3 separate regions of the Mus musculus genome follow, and regions 1 and 3 are each linked to region 2. The links are chromatin contacts, called in public Hi-C and promoter capture Hi-C maps. All regions are on one chromosome and are shown on one strand. The core of a region is the stretch at or near the end of the contact, and the rest is flanking DNA. Distances in the headings are between cores, read along the strand shown. Region 1 has its middle 26 kb from the start of Pdcd1. Region 2 holds the start of Farp2 (FERM, RhoGEF and pleckstrin domain protein 2). Region 3 holds the start of Rnpepl1 (arginyl aminopeptidase (aminopeptidase B)-like 1).

The links. Hi-C and Micro-C count contacts between places; a contact is called where the count stands out from the background. Capture Hi-C pulls out chosen DNA fragments and counts their contacts.
Region 1: a Hi-C map of the G1E-ER4 cell line shows a contact between it and region 2, with 7 times the contacts expected there. The contact joins the enhancer-like site here to the promoter of Farp2 in region 2. A contact is called at or near these places in 1 of 15 datasets of contacts at CTCF or cohesin (embryonic stem cells) and 4 of 484 Hi-C or Micro-C datasets (the G1E-ER4 cell line, embryonic stem cells and granulosa cells).
Region 3: a promoter capture Hi-C map of liver shows a contact between it and region 2, with 2.6 times the contacts expected there. The contact joins the promoter of Rnpepl1 here to the promoter of Farp2 in region 2. A contact is called at or near these places in 3 of 39 promoter capture datasets (the SN4741 cell line, cranial neural crest and liver), 1 of 484 Hi-C or Micro-C datasets (embryonic stem cells), 2 of 115 datasets of contacts at active chromatin or transcription factors (embryonic stem cells and pancreatic cancer cells) and 2 of 9 other capture datasets (liver and pancreatic islet).

Annotation. Positions count from the first base shown.
Region 1 is chr1:94,077,301-94,080,085 of GRCm38.p6, reverse strand. No RefSeq gene overlaps it. Among named protein-coding and RNA genes, the nearest start is that of Pdcd1, 26 kb to the right of the region's middle. Within about 2 kb of position 1,510, at least 39 of the 459 cell types and tissues checked have an H3K27ac peak or open chromatin away from gene starts, as enhancers often do. A contact at or near this core is called in the G1E-ER4 cell line and granulosa cells, where this site is marked.
Region 2 is chr1:93,510,351-93,513,567 of GRCm38.p6, reverse strand. It overlaps Farp2 (FERM, RhoGEF and pleckstrin domain protein 2), which reads right to left and starts at 1,464. Exons shown (of 27, transcript NM_145519.2): 1 at 1,384-1,464.
Region 3 is chr1:92,909,284-92,912,428 of GRCm38.p6, reverse strand. Rnpepl1 (arginyl aminopeptidase (aminopeptidase B)-like 1) reads right to left here and starts at 1,604. Exons shown (of 11, transcript NM_181405.4): 1 at 946-1,604. The coding sequence starts at 1,458. It overlaps 5033417F24Rik (RIKEN cDNA 5033417F24 gene), which reads left to right and starts at 1,665. Exons shown (of 2, transcript NR_138578.1): 1 at 1,665-1,850; 2 at 2,451-3,145.

The DNA.
Region 1 (2,785 bases), core at 261-2,760, 570 kb before region 2:
TGGACTAGATCTCAAACAGCAGAGCAAAGGCATTATTTATTCATTGTTACACTAAAGCTGTTCTTTGAGTAAAACAAGTTCCTCATACCCAAAGCCCCTGCTCTAATGTTTTGGAAGGAAAACATCGCGCTGCTACAACTTTAGTCCTTATTGGTACAGTATCTAATAATGCAAGATGCTCTAGGTGTGCCAGGATTGTCTTGTGGCCAAAATCATGCAAAGGCTGTAAAGATCCTTCAAAGAAAAAAAAAAACCCAACTCTATAAATAATCATAGAAAACAACCACTGTTTTGCACAAAGATTTCTTAAAGGTCTAAGTCCTTCTAGGAAACCATTGATTCTGTTTACACTACATACAGTGATTCTCCTAAAAATTCCACTATAGTTCCAGCGTAAACACCCTGGAAATAAGTTTCTACACCTTTCCTGCTTAGGTGCACCACTAAACACAGGTTTATACACTATTCATAAATAGTCATAGCGTTGGGCAGTGTTGACTAGAGATTTTCTTTATGACCTTTGAAACCCTAACCCTAACCTTAACTCAAGATCCAACCTACACAGAAACCCTAAATACTAGCATTAACTCTCCTAAGCATCTATCCCTAACACTAAACACAAATCTACCTAACCCTAACCCTCTAATACAAACCATAACCCCAATCCTAACCTTTTAAACCATAGCCCAAAGGTTACCTCAGCCCTCTAAAAAGCATAACCCTAACCTGGGACTCTGAGAGTCCCCGCTTTTTCCGTGTTCTGCCACTAGGTGGGAGCCTCTACAAGCCATTGCTCGCTCTGTTTGGTTAGTCTTTTCGTCTCTGGAGAGTCTGCCGGTTTCTCCGGTTTCTGCCACTGGGTGGCACCGTCTGTACGCTGTGTGTCTTGATTTGTGTTTTTAAAATGTAAAAGTTAATTTAAAAAAAAAAAAAAAAAGGCTCCTTTCCTCTCCTGGACCAGAAATTTCCAGTCATATCAAATCCCAAATAGGCTCCTGAAGTCTCACACACACCCCACCCCCACCCCTGCCACCCAGGCCCCAATAGCCACCTTCACCTGGGCAATGCTTCAGGGACTGTCCATGGACCATAGTTCAAACATATAATGAAGTGTCTGAGAGATACCACTGAGCCTTACAAAGAGAGCAGACATTACTAGACAACTCTAAATCGCCCACTGATATAATCCTCCCACACCCAAACATTAAGGGTTTGTCTTTAAAACACTGTACCCTTGAGCTTGAACACCCAGAGACTTTTCAGATGCATAAGTCCATTCTTTCCTGGTCTGGCCATCAATACAAAAGGACTCATGCATTTTAATTGGCTTAATTGGCATGGTTATCATTAACTAGCTCACATGAATTATTTCTCTATCAATATTCACCCTAGGAACTCCTGAGAGACCAGAGCTTTTGGGTCCAGACTCCATCTTAGAGAACTTGACTTATAGTTGAACTCGAGTTAGCTAACAAGCCTGCAACTAGCAAGAGCTTCTAGGTTACTTCCCAACAAATCTACTCCTCCAGGGTACAAGCCTTCCCCTGGCTAACAACCACCAGTCAGGAGAAAAACAGAAGTTAAGCTTGTGGTTTGGCTCCCAGCCCCAGCCAATTATGTTAAAGGCCATAAAGCTCCCCTCGCCCCATCAATCAAATGTGTCCCAGGCTAGGAACCTTCTTGCTTGTTTGCTTGCCTCTATAAAATGCTTACCTAAAACTAGGCTCAAGGCTCCACCTTCCTGTCCTGCTTGAGTAAAAGACCCTAGTGCGATTGCATCAGAGTCGACTCCTTGGTGGTCTTTTGGGGTTTGAGAACAGGTACACCAACAGCTCAAAACAAATCTAGCCACGTTTGCTTCCAGGTGACCCAGATAGACTCTACCGTCTATTTACTCACCCACCTCCTCCATGCATTTTGGCATGGTGTGAACACAATTCCCATGACAGTCTAGATCACTACTACAGTCTGCCAAGTCTCTTTTCATAAAACAAACAAAAACAAAAAAAACAAAACAAAAAAATCCCTCCTGGGGCTCAGCAAAGCCACTAAGTCCCATACCCATCTGGAGGTCCCTATTAGATCAGCTTTCTCCTTAATTCTCCTGTGAGCATAGTTCTGTCTAGCCCAGAGAACTACAGTCTATGCATAGCTTCTCTTGCTCCTGGTTCCCTCCGTAGCACCTGTCCTATGTTGTTTTCAGTTCATGGACATCTACAGGGACTTCAGACAGAGATAACCAAGTGTTCCTAAGGGCTTTGAGAAGCCAGTCTATTAGGACCGGATTTCTCTCCCAGCCTCTTGGGTTTCGAAGCCTTTGCCTTAAGATGAGATGGGAAGTTACACTGCTATTTCCCTCTCTTCACAGCAGTAAGATGGGTCCCATCTGCTCTCATGTCCCACACCCTCACAAGGCAGGCTGCAACAGGCTCTTCCATTGCTTGTTTTAAAGCCTTTCCCAGTTCCAGAAGTTCAGGCACTGAACATTCTCTGATCATCCTCGTTTTTTCATATAGGGCCATTGTTCATACTCACATCCACACACTGGATGCAGGTGCTGGATGTGAGTATTAACAATGGTCCTATACGAAAAAACGAGGATGATCAGGGAATGTCTTCTATCAATAGCCAGGACCATGCACTCACTACTCCAAACTTACCTTGGGTTCTCTTATGTTTCTGTTCAGATGCCAATTATGTTGTGACAAGCTTTTTCTGGAGAGATGCTATACACACACGTGATGGCTATTCTCTGTTGTTAACTTGACTATATTTAGAATGAACT
Region 2 (3,217 bases), core at 215-2,714:
ACCGGAGAAGCAGAGGTTTACATGGTTGCGGTATCCCAGAGAGTCATCCACAACCCCACCGGGCAAGGTCTTCCCGTGCTTTATTTAAAACGGGGCTATGCATAGGAAGCCATGGCGCACCCCTGTGCTCCACCTACACTCAGCCCTCAGGTGGCTGACAAAGGAGGATGACGGGTTGGAGGCCAGCCCGGGCTATGGAAACTGTCTCAACAAAAAACGGTGGGGGACAGGGATATATGAAAACTTTAGAACTGACAACGAAACAGCCACAAAGCGCTTCACAAATGCCTTCCCACGTCCCGAAACTCACAAAACTTTTATTTGGCCTACAAGTAAAGGTTACTTCATACCTCCCCATTTCAAATGACCTTTCCATCTTGCTAACACTGTGAGAATCTGTGCTGCTGATCATAATGCCGTCTCCACAAGACCGACTCTAATTCGGTGCTACCCACTAATTACCAAATATTTTCACAGTGGCCCAGTCAAAAACACCTCATGGAAACAGAACAAAGCTAGGGAGAAAGGCCACCCCTTTAAAGATTCTGTCCGGAATCTTAAGGCTCTCCATTCTTTCTCAGCACGGTGTATCGACATTATTTCCTTCACGAATGCCTTGTTTTCATTTCAATTTTTCATCACCATTACTGGGACATGAAAGAGTTTAAGAAATCACTGCCACGTGTGTAAATGGCAAAGGTGCTTATAATCTCGGATGAGTAAAAGGCAGTGGGCCAGTACTGTTTCTAGATCTTAGCAGAGTAAGAATATCCGAGTCTCAGTTCTGAAGGAAAGGCCGAGAAGAAAAAAGAATGCCCTTCTGGGCTTTCATTTGTGGCTCCGGGTGCTGCTTCCCAAGGTGCTTTGTAGAGCACTGGCCTGGGGGTGGGGGCGGTCTTCAGCAGGACATTCTTGTGGCCCTTAACCCATCACGGGACACTCAGTGTCCACGAGAGATGCTGAGACTCTGATCACCCCCCTTCCTCGACAGCTGGTCTCCACGTGTGCTGTTCCTGTCCTCAGTACTCTGCTGACAGCCTGGCTCCTTGGAACTCTGCAGCTCTCAGCCCTCCCCAGACTGCCCATCTACAAAAGCAACTCTCCAGCCAGTCCTCAGCGGACATCCAGACTGGACCCGAGACTCTCCCTCCCTTCGCCCTCCACCGACAGGCCGTCCACAGACGTGTGTTGTCAAACGCGGACTCTGGCGCGCCTCACGAAGGCCTCAGAGCCGGGCGTGGACTTTCTCTGGTGGACGGCCAGCCTCAGGCCTGGTCCGGCTCGGGTTCCGCTGAGGTCCGGCCAACGAAGGAAGCCCATGCCCAACCCAGCGCCCCTGCGCGGCTCGCTCCCCTCCCCCGCCCACGGCCGCCGCGTCCTCACCGTGCCACACCGGCCTGCGCCGCCGCCAGCCAGGCCTCCTCCACGTCCTGCGCCCGCGCCGCCCGATCCCGACAGCTAGCTGCTTCCCCGCCCCCGCCGCGCGTCCGCCGCAGCCCCGCCCCCCCGCGGACGCACCACCGATTGGCCTGCGGGCGGGTCCTCCCGACCGGCGCCTGCGAGCGCAGCACCTAGCTCTGATTGGTGATCACATGGGACAGGGCGGGGCGAGGGAGCCCCATAAAGTCAGAAGCAAAGCTGTGCAGCTTCTCCGCGGGTGCAACAGGGCTTCGGCGGGCTGTGCGTGTCCTCGGCCCTGGGAGGGGCTTTAGGACCTGAGGACTCTGTGCTGGGTGGGACTTAGGAAACCCGCGAGTTCTCCGTCTTAGTCTTCGCTTTGACAAGGCGACGGGAGGATTCTATCTTGGACGCAGCTTTGGAACAACGGGAGGACTACCCCAGACCTGGACTCTGGAATGCGGGTGGCCCTGGGCGGGACTTTTGGCACAGGGGCGGGTCTCAGCCTACAGCCTGGCTTTGGCAAGCAGGGCAGCCCCGATTCTGGGTGGGGCCTTGGACTTCAAGCTCGCGGGACTATTCTGGCATTCAGGCCTCCCTGACTACTAGGCTCTTTCCTACCTTCCATCCGTGGTGCCCAACCAGGGAATAGTGGAACCGTGGTCTTTAGGCACCAGCTGTTCCTAAAGGGACGCTTTTGAGGTGCAGGCTACGCTAAGAGTCCTCGAAGCCCTCGCGGTTCCTTTCTGGATTTGAGGCTTTCTGGAAATGAAAAATGGTGAGACTGGATTCTGGTCCTTCCACTTCAGACTTGCAGCAAACTCACTTTCTTCTTCCATTGGTTAAGCGAATGGGCCTGCAGGGAGCCAGCCCTTTGAACCAGTCTAGGCTAAATAAATCCACACAGGCCCCCAAGCGATTCATATAGAACTCTAGCCTTTGGCAATAAGTCCTTAAGATAAGCAGGGAGGGCCTCAGCCCACTGGAGGGTGGGTGGGTGGGGGGGCTCTCTGCTTCTCCAAGGCAACCTAGAAGCTCAGGCTGACTGGGTCTGCAATTTTAGTAGGCTTCCCAACTTCCTCCACCACCTTGGCTATCCCTTATTTGTAACCAGCCACTGCCATAGCCACTGACTGTGATGTCCATCATTAAGAAAAGGAACTGGGCCGGGTGGTGTCGCACGCCTTTAATCCCAGCACTTGGGAGGCAGAGGCAGGCGGATTTCTGAGTTGGAGGCCAGCCTGGTCTACAAAGTGAGTTCCAGGACAGCCAGGGCTATACAGAGAAACCCTGTCTTGAAAAACCAAAAAAAAAAAAAAAAAGAAAAGGAGCTGGACTGGACAAGGCAAGAATGAGGTTTGACATGAGCAACCTAGTGATTTAGAGAGCAGGAGCCTCATTTCCTAGTGTCAGTACGCTGCTTAGAGAGCAAGAGGATGAGAAAGACTCCGATAGTACTGGGTGGTCAATCCAGGGGTCATGCTGACAAACCGGAGTGAGGCCAGGCCGAAGAGATTGATCATCCACCCAGATTAGGATAAAGTTTGGGGTTATGTGGCTCTGCTCCCTTTATGAGTCCTGAGATCAAACTCAGGTTTGATCACGTTATGAGGCAAGTACTCTTAGCCACTAAGGCATCTCACCAGAGCAAATTCAGATTTTTAAAGTCACTTTCCTGGGCTGGGGAGATGATTTAGCTGTTAAGGGCTGCTCTTCCACAACACACAAATCCAGTTCCTGGCACCCACATGGCTGCTCACAACGGTCTCTAAGTCCAGTTCCAGGGGACCTGACACCCTCCTCTTCTAGCCTCCTTGGG
Region 3 (3,145 bases), core at 355-2,854, 600 kb after region 2:
GTGGCAGGCCCCAGTCAAGACTCCTGAGAAGAGTGCAGGAAGCCCACAGATGTGAATCCCATCTGGTCTTTTTCTGCCCAGATGTCAACTTGTCCCTTTGTGGCTCCTGGCCTGTTCCTTTGGGCTCCCCAGGTGGGGGCAGATGAACCTTCCAAGGGCCCTGCAGAGCTGCTGCCTGTGCTCTGTGTATCCATGGTAGATGTCACATGAGCACTCTCTCCTACCTGGGGAGCTGGAGGGAGGAACCGTGCTTCAGGAGTCAAAGGTCCTGTTCCATTCTGCAACCCCATTGGCCCTGTGCTACCCCAACACTAGCTTTACATCCTTTGCTTTTTCCATCGGGACCTGTGGGATGGTGGGTGCTCTGTGCGGAAAGCCTGAGCAGAGCCCTGTGTGTCTATTAGGAGGTGGAGCACACCTGCCCCAGCATGTCACAATACAGTGTAGGGAGCCCAAAGCCACGCCTCACAGCTCACAAGGCCTTGTCTGTCACCCACTGTCCCTCGTTCCACCTCCAGAGAACAGACCCGGGTGTCCTCAAGCCCTGTGAAGGTGCAGGTCACAGGGTGGCCCTTCTGTATCAGGCGCTCTCAGAACACCCCTCAATGCTGGGCTCTTACAGCTGACTTAGCAGAGCCCCACCAGAAGCTGCTCTTGTACCCAGATACTGGTACAAGACGGGAAGTTGTCGTTCTCCCCTTCCCCTGAGAAACACACTGTTGAGTATCTCCACTGTCCACCGGGCCTGGACCTGGGGCTCTACTCGAAGAACTTGTAGGCAATATGCCACCTAGGGCAGACAGACTCTTGGTCCAGGCTGCCCCTCGCCCTCTGCAGGTGTCCCAGGGGCAGGGTGCAGCTGGCCCAGCAGTGAAATGAACGAGGGGTGCCTTCAAAACCCCGCTGACCGCCCACAATCCAGAAGCCCACCCGGGCGGGACTCACGGCCGGGGCGTCGGTCGAGGTGTAGCGTAGGATGACCTGGAAGGGCTGGTGCGCCTGCACCTCGGGAGGCAGTGTGACGGTCAGAGAGGAGCCATAGTCGGTGAACGGGTCCAGCCTGAAGGCCAGCGGGCAGCTGGCAGACTCCGCTCCAGGCGCATCGGCGAAGCCGGGCAGCGGGGGCCCCGACCCCGGGGCAGGGAAGGCGAAGGTGCACGGCGACTCGGAGACGGCGGAGGCGCGGCGAAACGAGACCGAGTGTAGGCGCAAGGCCGGGTGCGCGTCGAGCACGAGCGCGCGGGGCGCGGGCCGCAGCGCGCACAGTTCCAGCACCAGGCAGCCGGCCAGCTCACGCGCCTCGGGCCGCAGCTCCAGGCCCAGCTGCAGGTGGCGGAGGCGGAAGAGCTGCGCGCTGGAGGCCGAGGCCACGTCCAGGGCGGGCGGCGGCTCCGGCGGCGGGCGGGCGGGCGCGGCTTCGGCGCCGGGCGCCTTGCGGCAGCAGCACTGCGCCGCCATGACCACCGGCGCTAGGTGAAATCCATGGGCGGCGGCCACTGTAGGCCGCGGTCAGTGGGCGAGGGGCCCGGGCGGCGGTGGCGGTGGCGGTGGCGGTGGTGGTGGCGGCGGCGGCGGCGGCGGTGGCGGCCGGGCGCGGGCACAACAGGAAGTCGCGCCGGGAGCCGCCCGGCCCGTCCCCGCGCCGTGCGCCGCCCCGCTCAGGCTGGGCTCGGCAGCCACCGGGGGCGCTGTGTGCGGCCCCGGGCCTGTGCACCGAGACGCGGCGCGAGCGGCGGAGCAGAACGCGAGGCAGGACGCTGGGGAAGGCTGGGCATCTTCAGCCTGCGCGCTGCAACTATGGCTTGCGGGGTAGTCTTGGAGGCGGGACCGTCGCTTTCGCAGGGACGCAGGTGACACCTCTTCCAGTCGGTCCTCAGACTCCGGGAATGATTCTTGTGGTTACCCTGATGCGATTCCGCCAGAGTCCTCCAATTGGCCTGGGCAGTAGCCATCGGGTGCAAAGCGGCTTGGGAAAATGCACGGCTGTCAAGTACATAGTCCATAAAGGTGTGACTATTTAGATTCAAATTAGGCATAAAGAGAAGCTGTCAGTAGCACTGGCCGTGTTTTAGGATCGACTTTTTGTTGTTGTTGAGGTGTGTGTGGAGTGAAGACACACTGATGAACGCAGTTCTGCCTTGAGGCTCCTATGTAAGGGCTACAGAGCTGCAGGGGCATTTTAGGCTAGCACAACAAAACCGTTCAAAGGTTGAGCTGTCCAATACCAGTACCAATACAAGGTGTGGACAGAGGTGATCTGCTGTCTATCGGTAGGAGGAGGGACAGATTTTGAGGGAGAGGAACTTTTAAAACTGGGGGAATATTCTGGAGAGACACATTCTGTCTCCTACTCTGATAGTGTGGGTGAAGTGTCACTTCTGGGGAGTGCCCAGCTGTCTGGATTCAGTCTCCCCAAATGCAAGTCAAGTGAACCAGCCCTCTTTCCACAGGTGAGAGGTACGGCTAAGTCTCCATGCGCCCTCTTAGCTGGCAGTACCTGGGATCACTCCTGGAGCCCTCATTTCAGATTCTGCAGGAACTCCAGGGCTCATGTTGTCATTCAGAGGCAAGGACAAGAGGGAGGAAGACCGGGCTCAATGGAAACCCCTCAGAATTCCAGCACTTGGGAGGCGGAGACAAAAGCATCAATAGTTCCCAGTCATCCTTGGCTGTATACGGAGTGGGTGCAGCCAGCTGGGTTAAAAAGAGTAAAGGGACCCAGAGTTAAGGTTATCACTACTTTCAGGTGTCCAGTGGCCTGTCCACAAGATTATCTACGAAGGGATTCTCAGATTCTCAACTCAATTGGACTGTCCTGTTGGCCTGGGTTTCTTTTGTCCAAATGATGTAGATTGTAGGGGTCCCCCAGCCCAGTCTCAAGTTGTACCCCCAGAGGTTGGGGGTCTTATCATTTCTGTCTTGGTGATACTTCCTTCTGGAAACAGAAGTTGTTATATGAGACAGCCTTGGCCCAGCTATTCCACTTCTACAGACGGACTGGGTGTGCTGCCACCCCATATTTTTATAAGGAGCCAACACGGCTCTTTTGTGACTAAGAGGACATTTTGCACTGTGGAGTCAGTAGACTTCAAACTCCAAGCCTCCAAATGCCTTCACCATCATGGTGCCCAGCCCAAGAACCTGT